Regions from separate parts of the Mus musculus genome. Here region 2 is linked to region 1. Evidence: chromatin contacts called from public Hi-C data. All regions are on one chromosome and are shown on one strand. The core of a region is the stretch at or near the end of the contact, and the rest is flanking DNA. Distances in the headings are between cores, read along the strand shown.

Region 1 (7,066 bases), core at 3,218-5,717:
TAAAAAAGGTCTGAGCCAATTAATATCTCCCAACAGCTTTTGAAAATCATTTAAGGTATGGAGGTGATCTCTTCTTATCTAAACATGTAAATATTGATTTCTCTCAAAGGAGGAAATATGCGTGACATCCATTTGTCAGACCTGTAATGGCCTGACGCCACGAGGGTTTACCCCTACGTGAGTAGATAAAATTTGACAACAATCTAAAGGCATTATTAAGTAATCAGAATCATTTTCAGTAGAACCAATCCCTCTTGCAGCTCTAGGAATACCAGAGGAAGAAAAAACAGCCATGTAGGCTTGGCAAAATTATTAGTTGAGCTATTCTGTCTCTTTGTGATATAGAAAAGACAACTTGAGGACAAGAACAGAGAACCTGAAGTTCCCCTTTATAATCCTGATCTACAACTCCAGGGTGGACAATAAGACCTTGTAGGCTGCAAGAGCCTGTCTCTGTCATTATTGTCCAGTGGCTTCACCTGCTCGGGAGAGCGCCTTCCAGGCCCTAATAGCCTTTTCATCTGATTCAGAACTACTAAGAACTGGCTTCTCTAATTGATCTTTTTTCTTTTCTTTTTTCTTCTCCTTCCTTCCAATCTCTCCCCAGGTATTCTTACCTGACCTAAACTTTTCCTCAGGTTCAAGACCCGTGGAAAGGCCTGTATACTTATTTTGTGTACCATATTTTCTCTTTGCTCCTACTCTCTCTCCCCGCTTTACTTCTGATAGATTGTCCTGAATTTCATCTAGAATCCGCCCTGCCTTAACCACTTGATAACATGTGAAAAGGAACAAAAGGGCTTCTAACACTAGAAAAAATTCAAGGCCAAACATACCTTGTAAAGCCATTTTCCACTTTACTTCTGATAGACTGTCTTGAATTTCCTTAGAAAGTTCAAGACCAGACTGACCTTGTAAAGCTGTACTCACTGGTACTCTGTTCCCCCAGCTGAAAAGTTCTGAATTCATGCAGTTGAATCCTTCTTAACAGTCTGCTTTACGGGAACCTTTATTACCGCGACCCGCAGTTCTGGTTCTGGAATGAGGGATCTTCCTTGCGCCGGTGATGGTAATTTTCGTCCCAGGTTTTCTCTTCCCGGGGTTTTCTCGTCCCGGAATTTTTCGTCCCGGAATTCGGCACCAATTCTTACTCGCGTTCGCGCGCCCGGCCAGGAAAGAACACAACAAACCAGAATCTTCTGCGGCAAAACTTTATTGCTTACATCTTCAGGAGCCAGGAGCGCAAACCCCCAAGCCCCAAAACGAAAGCGCCCCGCTTACATCTTTAGGAGCCAGAGCTCCGGCGCGCCAAAGCGCAGAGCGCGCTCTATTGTTTACATCTTTAGGACCAAGCGAGCAGGCGCCAGAGCCAGAGAGAGAATGGCGGAAACCCCGTCCCCTTTAAGGAGGAGTTATCCTTCGCTTAGGACGCATCACTCCCTGATTGGCTGCAGCCCATGGCCGAGCTGACGTTCACGGGAAAGGCAGAGTACAAGTAGTCGTAAAATACCCTTGGCACATGCGCAGATTATTTGTTTACCACTTAGAACACAGGATGTCAGCGCCATCTTGTGACGGCGAATGTGGGGGCGGCTCCCAACACATGCCCAAACATAAAATCTCCCTACCATCTGAGCAGACTCTGGCGCAATCTTTTGGTTCCCTCCCTACTGGGGAGACCATCATCTTTTTGTGTTTTGTCATGCCTTTGTGTATGCGCTTCTGCTTTCAACAAAGCATGGTTGAATGGTAAGGCTTTGCTTTTCCTGTCTTTTTATTCTTTAAATCAACAGAATAAGAATTCATTCCTACAACCCTAGACATACCATCCTGATGAAAGAAAATAAAACTTGAGACCTGTGATTCATGTAATGTATGTCAAATAGCCCAAAGAGTTGTTTGTGTGCTTTGAAACCTGGGGCTGAGAACATAGCAGAACAGGCCAGGACATGCCTGGGCAGGCCTGTCGTTAAGACATTCCTGAGGCTGCTTGGCCATAAAGATAAAGAAAGATAAAGAGAATGACATGCCAGACTGGCCTGGCGCCTCCCTATCTCCCACCCTTCTGACCTAAGTTAAATGTTAACAGGCTGCTGATGTTTAAATGGACCTATCATGTGAAACCACGCCAATTCTTCCCTGCTGATGTTTAAATGAACCAATCATGTGAAACTGCGCCAATTCCTCCCCCAGCCCCACCCCTTTTCTTTAGAAACCACTAGCTTCCAAGCCTCATGGTCAAATCCACTGTCTCCTTCATGAGCTCCGCCATTAAAGGGTCTGTGGGAAGCCATTCCGGACTCCCTGGTCAGCCGGACAGAAATCTGTGCCAGGCAGTCAACAAGCCCATATTTGGTGGATGGCTTGCCCTTAATCCCTGATTGGCTGAGCAAGCCTGCCTGGTGAGGTGATGTGACCTGTGGTGATTGATTGAGGCATGGTTGTGGCTTGAGTGGATAAAAACTCTTGTACCCCGAGAGGCGGGGGATTTGAAGAGAGAAGCTGCCTGAGCAAACTGCTTTAAGAAGAACTGGTGGTTTGTTTTCCTTGCTGGTTGAGTTGGACGCAACAGGGGTCGAAACCACTGTCTCCTGCGTGAGATATGTTTCGACCCAGAGCTCTGCCATTAAACTACCTCGTGTTTTTACATCAAGATGGTCGTCTGTTCGTGATTCTTGGGTGCACGCCAAATCGGGAGTTGAGTGGGGGTTTCCCCACTAGGCTCTTTCACTGACAGCATCAGAGAAGAATATATGTTTCTCTCTTTGGGTTAGTTTTGAATCCAGGAAGCCACAAAGTTGGCCTCTAAGGGGGCCAACATCATATATTACAGCCCTGGACTTAAATGTGACCATGTAAGAGAGTCAGACAGAATGGCTACAGAGGGGAATATGTAATGCCACTGTGCAAATGTGGACTGGAGGACTCACAGTCACTGATTTCTTCATCATCTAACTCTATAAGACTAAAGACTAGGGGGAGGGAGGCATGGAACCTGCATGGGAGATGGTATCATCTGAGAAGGGGCACAGAAGATCTGTGAAACAAGAGAATCTCTGTTGAGTTCGAGGCTAGCCTGGTCTACATAGAGTTCCAAGATAGAGTCTCAAGGAAAAACAAAACAAAGATCCAGTTCTGTAAAATACAAAAGACAACTTAATGTAGAAGTCATTTCCTAAGGAATGAAATGTAATTCCATTTTTAATTTTAAAAGCAGGCGAGGAGGGCTGGAGAGATGGCTCATGGGTTAAGAGCACATGCTGGTCTTGTAGAGAACTCAAGTTTAGTACTCAGCACCCATGTGCTTGTCTCACAACAATCTGTAACTCTAGTTCCTGGGGGATCTAACGCTCTCTTCTGGCTTCTGCAGAAATCATGCAAACGTGAGGTAGGTTCAATTCACCAAAAAAAAAAAAAAAAAAAAAAAAAAAAAAAAAAAAAAGCCATTCAGTTCAGATAAAGGGTTTTAGTGACCCTCAAGTTTATTGTCTGGCTACCAACAAATGGCCAAATTGAGTTCAAAATAGAAGAATTAGAATGTAGGTAAAAGGCATGATAATTAAGCAATCTCAGTCAAGGTGTGGTCTGGTTGATAGTTACTTCAATTCTGTTTTTCAGGTGGTTTAAAGAAGTCCTCATTGCCTTAGGGAACAGACTGATTCTCAGGTCTTGTGACATGTGCTGTAGGGTGAAGCCTACATCACAGATAATTGCTTTCACTCAGGAGCCCTGGAAGATCCACGTTGCTTAGTTTATCAGAAAGATGTTAACTGATCATTACTATTGCTCCAGGAATTCAACTTGACTACAAGTTTAGGTCAGGGACTGGACACCTTCAGACGCCTTTTGGACCCCAAATCAAGGATTCATCGCTTTTTCACAAATGCAGTTCCCAAGTGTTCCTTATGTTATTACTGGCAGGAAAGCACAGCTGCTCGATAGCCCCTCCCTGTCTTATTCTATTGTAAACATTCTTTATCTTTTATTGGGAAGCCCGCTCTTGGACGCCAGAGCTGTTAATCGGCGAAAATGGAGATGAAGGAAAGTAGTTCCCGGATGGCAAAAACCGCACCCCTAAGTGACCATTCAGAGATAACGGCCACCGAGCGCTGAGGCAGGGCCTGTGACCACTACGGGAGGCGACTTCGGAGGTGTGTGTGTGGGGGGGGGGTGCGACCACAACGTGAGTCGTCTCAGCCCCAACCCTCCGAACGTCCATGGCGTCGGGATCCCCGCTCTACTAAATCCGCATCTGCGGCCTACGCCAGCGGACAATTCAATGAGGAAGCCGCTCTCTAGAGCTGCCGGCGATTGGTCGAGCCCGTGAAAGATGATTGGCTCTGGCCTTCTTCCGCTCGGGCGGCCCGGTGACACGATTGGTGCAGACTCATAGCCGCTCCGCCTGCTCCCGTACGTAGCACGTCACTATCCGGCGTGCCCCGTACCCGCCTCCTCCGCTCGGCCGGCCCAAGATGGCGGTGCAGGAGTCGGCGGCCCAGCTGTCCATGACCCTGAAGGTGCAGGAGTACCCGACCCTCAAGGTGCGTTCTAGGCGCGGCTAGGGTCGCCACCGCATCTTGGGAGGGGTCGTGGTGGTGCAGGGGCTGGGTCGCTGCCGGAGTCGCTTCTGGAGGGACTGCACGGCCGGGGGCGGGGTCGGGGGCGGTGGGGCTGCGGCTCTCCAGCGCGATGGGCACGGGCCGGGGCCTCCCGATGGGGCCAAGGGGGACCTCTCGGTGTACTGTGACCTAGGTGGTGCGGGGCGACAGAGTCAGAGGGCTTCCGAGGCCCGGGCGGCGGGGCCTGAGCCCTGCCTCCCACCCAGCCTTCAAAGCCGAGAGGCTGCGGGCCGTGCGAGTGCGGGCAGCGAGGCCACGGCCGGGGCGGCGGGCACTAAAGAACCAGGGGCCCTGGACGCGGAGGTGGGTCGCGGCGGCCCCGGGGCGTCCTTCCGGAAGCTCGGCCTGGGGCGTGGCGGGCATGCCTCTGGTGCTAATTAGGGGGCCAGTGGGGAGCACTGGCGACCCGGTGGCACCCCGCCTCGCTGGGCGTCCCCAGAACTCCAGCGCAGCTCCTGCCCTTGGTTTCCGGGGCGTGACCTTGGGTGGTCGCTGCGCCAGTGCGTTCCTTTAGGACAAACGTTCATCCCCGCCGGAAGACTGGGAGGCTTCAGTTGCTAGAGGGCTTGATGGTACCGGATGGACTGCGGTGAAGTACCTGGGAAGAAAAGCCTTAAGAGGAAGAAAAAAATTCTTTGGTTCCAAGGAAGGCCGGCAGAGCCTTCGTGTTCTACATTCCTTGGCTGAGGTCTGGGCAGCTTTTCTTCTGGAGCTCTTGGCACCTCATCCATCTCTTTGGTGACCCAGTGGTTGTTTGGTGGTGGGTGGGTGGGTCGTTTAGCTAAGGTTGAAGACTACAGGTTCTAGGCGAGACCGCTTTTTCTGTGCTTAGGGAGACCCAGATTGTATGGGAGGCACCTGACTTCTGCTGGTGTTCCCTTGTCTGATGTAAGCCCTAGGGAGCACTTGTTTTCCTCCCCGAGGGTGAAGTGAGCGAGCTTATATTGCACATGGAAGTCTTGGCATTCCCTGGAAGGCATCTCTTGTCATTGTCCCTGTGACATCTGACTGCTCTGGAGTAGTTTGTCTTCACAGGAGGGCAGAAGCAAGGCCCAGCTGGCCTTCTTCTATAGTTGGTGAGCAGCCATATTTGATCAATGTTTTGTATCCTGTGCTTTATTTGACTAAGGAAGGGAGCAAACACCACCAGTCTTTTTTGTCAGATGTTCAAAATGTATGGCTTGGGGGAGTAGGAGGTACTTGTGACAGACCTCGGTCTTGTACGTGCTAGGCCAATGCTCTGCTACTGAGCTACATCCTCAGGCCTTGTTTTCTTTCTTTCTTTTCTTTTCTTTTCTTTTCTTTTCTTTTTTTTTTTTTTTTTTTTTTTTTTTGAGGCAGGCTTCTGTAGGCCATGAATCCGAGTGCTGGGATTACAGGTGACTCTTACCAATCCTGTAGTTTCCTGGCACTCTTGGATTTCTGTTGATTGACAGATGGAAACCCTGACTCTTAACAGTGGTCATACTTGGGGCCTTCTATCACTAGACCTGTAACCACTGACGTCTGGGCCTCGCCAGGACTTCCAGACCTGTTGCAATGAGGTTGCTTTGGGAGAACGTGGCTATTTGTTCTGGCTGGTGAATTTGGGACCCACAGACAGGAAAGGTTTCAGAGCTCCCTCCCTCTCTGGCTTACTGAACGCATTAGGCAGTGAAATGGATGGTCAGGGTTCCTCCAGTCCGTCCTCTGGTGACCAGGAATGCACTCTGCATTCCAAAGCTATTGCACAGCTCTGACGAAAACGATTCTGTGGATCTCTGTGCAGGTACAGAGAGGTGGTGGTGTCATGGAAACAGAATCACACCTTTTCTTTTCTTTTTTTCTCTTTGACGAATGATAGAAAGAAAAGTTTTTGTGAGTAGAAATGCTACTCCCTCCAGGTCCTGCAGACCCTTGCCTTATAACTTCTCTGCTTTGTTGACAGTGTATCTTTGCTTTGTTCACGTTTTCCCCTTACATTGTTGTTGTTTGGCTGGTTTTGACTTGTTTTTTTTTGAGACAGGTCTGTTGTAGCCTTGGCTGGGCTGTAACTCACTGGGATAGCTAAGGATGACCTTGAGTTTCTGATCCTTCTTACTGTCTCCTGAATGCTGGGATTCCAGGCAGTGCAGTGAGAGAGATCAGATCCAGGACATCTGCATGATGGGCAAACATCCTGCCAACTGAGATGCATACTTAGCTGCACTTCTGTACTTTTTCAACAGTAATTGATGGTGGGCACTTTATACTTTGATTCAGAAGTGTTTGATGACAGAATCAATCAGAATACCAGGAGAGAGGTGTTTGTGGTCAGTCCTTAGGAGGGTCCAGATGCATGTATGGCATGTGGGTTGGGATCCCTCCCAGAAGTGAAGACTGGTGGCTGGAGGGCTCCCCAAAAGCAGTTGGGACTGCAGTATACTGGACAGACTTAAATTTTTTAAGATTTATTCTTTGAACATTTC
Region 2 (6,755 bases), core at 1,554-4,053, 830 kb after region 1:
AAACAATAATGGCTAACAAACTAGAAGATCTCATCGTTATCATAACTTTAATAAGTATACTACTCATTATAACAAATGAATATTTTAATTTTCTTAAAATTATATAGTATTTTCTTAGTCCATGAGCTGATTATAGCACACAGATTTACCAGACTTGTTATTTCAAAATGTTTCTGTTGTAGTAACTAATTTAATACAAGTATTGGTTCAGAAACCTCTACATTTTTATTCAACTATCTACTGCCTATATTATCAAGAAAGCAAGCTTCTAGAGAGTGCAGATGAACAACTGCAATATATCTACATATTCTCAACAAGTAATGAGAAAGTCACTCCACTGAATCCTGGACTTCATTAATACTATCTTCTTGTCAGAGGAAACAAGGCAGAATATCCATAGTTAAGCAAGTAGTTTCCTTGGTTTATACCAAAAAACAGAAACCCCAGTTTAATCTGTAATTGAAATGACACAATTTTCAGATTCATAATGCAAAGTAAGGTTATTTTTGTCCAAAATTTGCTCAGTAATATTACTGAGGATAAAATTACTAAATTCTAGTAATATGATTAATAATATATTTGTATGAAATACATACTGCAAATATGTACTATAAAATTACATTAATTATATTACATAATTAATAAATTATATTAATATGCTATACTAATATAATTTTCTATAAAATTAAAATTAGATTTCCCCCCTTTTCTAAATTAGCAGCAATATTAAACTCTATATTCCTAACAATTACAATATGAATTCAGTCTTATTTCTTATGCTTACCTCATTGGTTAGTCTATTAAGATTCTCTTCCGCCCATTTTATACTCGACTTCATGCTCAAATTACTTGTTTTCAAGTATATGATCTGTTTCTGGACACAAATACATGCCATCTGCAGTCTAGCCATCTCCAGTCGTCGCTCCCTAAGGATTTCTTCATTATCACAAATAGACGGTGTTTGTATATCTAAAAGTTGAAAATTGTCTTCATTTGAACTTTCAACTACTTCGTGCATGCCCTGAAAGAATTGCTTTTTTGTGTATAAGGTTAATGCTGCTGTGCTCTGCTCTTCTTGGCTTATGTATTTTCCCAAGGGAAACTGAGATAAAAACACCATTGGATTTGTTCTTTCACTTAAATTAGAATTTCTGAAGAATATCATCAAATTATTAACTTCCTCAGTAAGACCCTGAAGTTCATTACTGAGCTTAGTATTCACAGAATTTAGGAATCCTTGCTTCTGTTTCAGCTTCTTAGTGGCCTCCTCTTGTTTAGCATTTAATGCCAGAAACCTGTAGCTAGTTTCAGAAACCATTAACTGGTATTTATTCCGTCGCTGAATTTTTGAGTTATTTAATTTCTGCAGAGTTTGAACCTCATCCTCTAATATCTGTATCTCTTTGTCATCCAGTTTGCATGTCTTCAAATCAAAAGTTTTACAGGTCCTAAGAACTTCATCCAATGCTGTTCCTTCTAGGATAGGCTTGCCTGATCGCTGGAGATCGCTGAAGGCTTCCAATTCTTTTTCAGACAATACATTCTGTTCATTCACATTCCCACAAAACCATTTCAAGAATGACTCATCTTCAACATCCTCAAAGAGCCAGTCAAAATCTTCTCCATTAAGAATATCAGCTTTGGGATAACCAATTTTTTTCAATGTTTCCACAAACTCATTTCCACAACTCATGGTTTAACTACTCCTGTTTTTAAATATTTGATATGAATCTATTTTTTTAAACTAAGTTCAAACAGAAAAAAACATATTTACGCTAAGTCCATAGAAGAAGGAAAAAAAATACAATCTATAATGTGTTTTCCTAGTGGGGGAAAGAACACAAGTATTAGACCATGAACAAGGCAAATGAATTTTAAATATACAGATCATTTTATCAGATGACATCAGGAGACTACTTAAGTTAAAAGCAGATGCACGTGCAATATCTGACAAAGACAAAGCAAAACAGAAGCAATCAGGGTGTTGCTTAGGACACTACAACAGTAATGAAGAATCTAATTAATGAAGATATAACAATAAAAAAAAACTGATTTTTTTTCCCAATGATGAAATTACTTAAAATAAATTACATTTTGTAAAATAGCTGTTTCCCCTGTAGTTTCTAGTTAGGAAAAAGAAATATGCCTACCTTTCTAAGGAAGAATCAACTAAATATTTACTTCAATCAGCGTTCCATCAGTCTCAAAGGACTCAATCTATAGATATAACCAGTCTAACGCAGAGAAAACCAGGACAAATTGACAAGTTTCAAAGTACCCATCAATCATCAAGTAAGAAGTTTTATTTCGAATAGAACACAATGAACCACGACTTGAACCAAACTTAGGTCAGTGACAATGGCAGGTCTTAAAATCACGATGTATTTGACACTCTGGTAGCAAACTCTCTGGGTTGGTTTTGGTTTGTTTCTGAGTATCCAGTTATGACACTTAAGAGCTCTAATAAAACACGCCCACAAAAGTACCAAATTGCTGTTTTTAAAAGCTGGGTAACAGATAAGTGTGTATTTCCGGTTTAACGTTTGCCTCGTATGATTGAGGCCTTGGGTTTTATCCGCAGTATCCGAAAAATAAAGCTACCAACCCCAGCCGGATGACCGGCCACGTACCTCCGCCCCCACCTCTGGCACAAAGCCTCAGCCTCCCCGCACACCCCGCGCCTGGGCCCAGCGACCTCTATCGATGCCTCAAGCAGGCTGTAGGAGGGTAGCGGCGGCCCCGCCAACCCCGAACTTACAAGACCCTTACCTCAGGAAAGCCGCAGTCACTGCTCTCTGCCAGCCTCCAACCGCGCGCGCCGCAGTGCCTCACGGGAGTGCCAGGACGCGCACGCGCAGATTACAACATCCGTAAAGTCAGCGCAGGCGGCGAGGTATCCCGGAGAAAGCGAAGGAGGACCCGCAGACCAACCCCCTTCAACGAGCCGGGGTAAAGTGATTGGCTTTCCTGACGGACGCACCGCCCCTTAGCCCCGCCTCTGGCCCGCCGTCCTTCCCGCTAGGCTCAAGAGGATTGGTTTTCTCACTATAGGCTCTGCCCTCGCTCCGCCCCACCCCGCCCCCGCTCGGGAGTTGGAGTCTGGGTCTCTTCCGGCTGCTTTGTTGCCTTGGCCATTTGGCCCTCTAGTTCAGTTAGGCCTCCTGTCCTAAGAATGGCTTGCGGTCTGTGACACCACTAGGGGACCGGAAGTTTGAGGCCGAACAGACCCCTTCTTCCCCCAACAGCTCTTACCACCACCACTGGTAGGGTGATCCAGCGTTGGTGCTAATAACAAGCAGCTGGGACCCTATCAGGTCTCTTGCAGGGTAGGATTGTTGGCTATAGAATCTTTTACAATGGTTATTTAACAAAAATCACTTAACTCCCAAGGCCTCGATGACTTCCAAGCAAAAGCTGACTCCCTCCAAGATCCCATCTTCAAAATGTCAAGGTGTAAAATACATCAGTTTTAGAATGCATTTAACTCAGAAGTACAGACATTCTGAGGATGCCCGCCGTCATTCAATGAAAGACAGAATGCTGAACTCAGATGCAAGCCTAGTTAATGTCCTATGGTCCCAGAAAACTGATCTTTGGAGTTACAGTTGGCATTGGTAACAACTTGTCTGTATGGGTCATAATCTGTTCATTTTTTTCTATCAGACAGCATTTGCAACTTAACCACTCTCTTGTAAGATGATATATAAATTCACAAGATCTGGGCTTTGATCATTAAAAAAATAGTATTCCCCTCTTCTAATCATAAATAGGGTGATGTATCAGACAAGGGTCTAGTCTAGTTGCTACTAGGTAGAATTCTTTCTGGATCTTTTTCCCTGGGCTTATTTGTTTTGTGAGACAAGGATTTGCTTCTCTACCCAGGCTGGGCTTCAACTCAAGATCCTACTTTAGCATCTCCAAGTGCTGGGGCCACAGGTATGAATCACCATGCCCAGATATTCATGTTTTCAAAGAGAGAAAAACTAATGTTCTAAGCAGATCATTTAAATTTGAGTTGAAGACATTTCCTATTAATTCTTATTTAACTTTTATCCTCCTTTTGAAGGTCAATAAAACCGGAAAGTAAATAAAAACAAACAGTACAGGGGAAAAGTTCTTAGAATGGTGCCTAATGTGGTTAGGACATCAGGGGACTGGCCCAAGAGGACCCCAGATGCCAAACTGGAGGTAGGGGCTCAGCAGGGAGCTGGCGTTGAGTGGGTTTTGGCCAGAGGAAGTGCAGGCAGTACTTTTGGGAAATTTTGCTGAGGCGGCAAAGACTGAGAGAAAAAGAGCCAAATGACACAAGATGAGGGGGTGGGAATGCAAGGCTGAGAGGATTTTTGGTGTTGTTTTGTTTTAAAGTGGGAGGAACTGGAGGATATTTATAGACTGTGCGGAAGAGCTCGGAGGAGATGGAATTAAAGATGCCAGAAAGACAAAGGGCTACTTTGCAGGCTGAGGTTCCCCCCAGGCACAGCCTGGGACCCATGAGACCTTCTAGAAAACCCACTGTTCTTAGTGACTCCTGGCCCCCAGCTCGCTCTCTTGAATTGCTGACCACCGCTCCTTGTTTGAGAAGTGTTTGCGAGGCCATAAGAAGCCATGAAAACATAAAGATTAGAACAGGATCAGCCCCCTGAGTACAAACAGCAAACACAATGGGGTCAATTATACAGAACTGGAAAGTTTTCTTGGGACTGGATTAGAAACTTAAGAAGGCAAGTATGTTAAACTTATTTCCAAGACAAGCTTGCTTTCTTCTACTCAAACTCAGTTGTGGTTTTAGTGGGGTCAAAAGGTAACGGGAACCGAGGAGCTAATCGGTCCTAAGCAAGCCTGTGAGAATGTAATGGGCGAAACAAACCAAAATGCAGGACCTGAGTCTTTTCTGTTGGCCTTACTCTCCTGTCATCAATATTAAAAATTATTTTATGTTTTATACAGTATATTTACAGACAGTTTTAAAACTTTGTATACAACTGTGCTGTTGAAGGTTGTTTTTGGATGCAGTTTAACGGAAGTGAAGAGATCTGTTCTCCAGACAACATGGAGGAGGGAGCAACAGCCTCAGACATGTGTTAGCTTGATTCTACCAAAAAAAAAAAAAAAAAAAAAAAAAGTCACAAAAGGTTTGAGAAAGCTGGCACTGGACAATTCGGAAAAGGCAAGGGAGCCCAGGAGCTGGCAGAACACTGGGGGCCGTCAGCCAGTGAGATGTGGTCTGGCAGCTTCCTCCTATCGGTCTTGTTCTTCCAGAAGAAAGTTGACTTTTCTTAAGACCATGGAGTTGGGGTCAGGGATATTTGCTCTTGATTGTATTTACACTCCTGTGGTGAAGGTAAAAACTCAGTACCAAACTCAGAAGTATTTAGGTCTACAAAACTAGGAAGGGGTCACCATAGTGGTGGGTAGACAGGGGTCTTTGGAGATGGAAGCCGGTATCAGGCGGCCTGCAGAGTTTAGGGGTCTGAGGAGTCCAGGACCTCAGGTTGCCTGAGAGGTTGGTCAGTTGAGGAGGAACTGGGATGAGAGCCCATCCTTCCCTACAGCTTGCTTCCCAGGCCAGTGGCCTAACTCTGGAACAATCCAGAGCTCCTGTCCTCTAACTTTCTGGCTAAAGATTAGGAAAAGAGGACATAAAATGTCCCACTAGCAATTAGTCCAGATTAGTCCAGCCTCTAATTTATACAGCCATCATCCCAGCAAAAGTCGACAAAGGGACAAAAGAGGAATAGGAACAAAGTACTCAGGGACCACCTGCAGAAGAGGCTGGGCTCGAACTAACCATGAGATCCAAAATGAGCTGGTAAGGACAAAGGGTTGAGTAGAAGGTAGGCTGAGTTGAGGTGAAGGCCAGGAGCCAGCAGGCATCTGAGTTTAACTCTGGGGAGGAAGAGGATGAGGAGCTGAAGGGCCATCTTGGAACCACTCTAGCAAGGGTTAGGATTCATGCAGGGATCTCAGGTGGGGGCAAACATGGAGGAACAGAGAGGCTGGTGGTGTGTATGTAACAGAGAGATAGGCTGGTGTGTGTGTGTGTGTGTGTGTGTGTGTGTGTGTGTGTGTGTGTGTGTGTGTGTATAAGAACTAGAGTCGGGTCAGAAAAACTACGAAAGGCATACCATATCTGAGCTTTGAGTTTCCTAACCATGAGATGGACCCTGCAAGACTGAAGTAGGTGCTAATTATGCAAAGTGCTTAGCACAGATCCCTGGCACCCACTGCTTCCAACAAGAAGTAGTAGCAGGTAAGACTAAAAAACATAGTATTTGGAATTTAAGTGTTCACATTGATATCAACACCTAAGTCATATCAAGTCTGAGGTTCTAATTGTGTTCACATCAGAAAACTCCTTTTTCTCTGAGTTAACTTCAGCCTCCTCTAAGGCTGCCCATCCCTTACCCCGTTTCTAACAGGAGGCAGGGAAGGCAGGGATACACATTTTAAGAGTCCAGGCTGGTTGTTGTCTGCCGGGAGGACGAATCCCTCCCCTGGTTTCATGGTTCCACATTAAAACTTTTTAGCAGGTACCACTAGGCCATCTCCAATGGGCTCTTCAGAGGGTTCAGTGAGGTAACACCATCCTCTCTGGAAGTCCTGATCCACACCTTTTGTGGTATTCAAGGTGGCAAGTCCTTGAAGGACAAGCCTCAGTGTACTCATCTGTCTGGGAGGACACCGAGTCCTCCAAGAACCAGAACCAGGATTCCTGCTAATGGGCTGGAGCCTCCCTGTAGGCAGTGGAATGTCAG

The links. Hi-C and Micro-C count contacts between places; a contact is called where the count stands out from the background.
Region 2: a contact with region 1 is called in a Hi-C map of muscle stem cells, with 4 times the contacts expected there. The contact joins the promoter of Haus3 here to the promoter of Maea in region 1. A contact is called at or near these places in 1 of 39 promoter capture datasets (liver), 1 of 484 Hi-C or Micro-C datasets (muscle stem cells) and 1 of 9 other capture datasets (liver).

The regions. Positions count from the first base shown.
Region 1 is chr5:33,331,105-33,338,170 of GRCm38.p6, forward strand. It overlaps Maea (macrophage erythroblast attacher), which reads left to right and starts at 4,468. Exons shown (of 9, transcript NM_021500.2): 1 at 4,468-4,541. The coding sequence starts at 4,473.
Region 2 is chr5:34,166,621-34,173,375 of GRCm38.p6, forward strand. Haus3 (HAUS augmin-like complex, subunit 3) reads right to left here and starts at 2,804. Exons shown (of 5, transcript NM_146159.1): 1 at 2,770-2,804; 2 at 785-1,823. The coding sequence starts at 1,693. It overlaps Poln (DNA polymerase N), which reads right to left and starts at 2,906. Exons shown (of 25, transcript NM_181857.4): 1 at 2,770-2,906.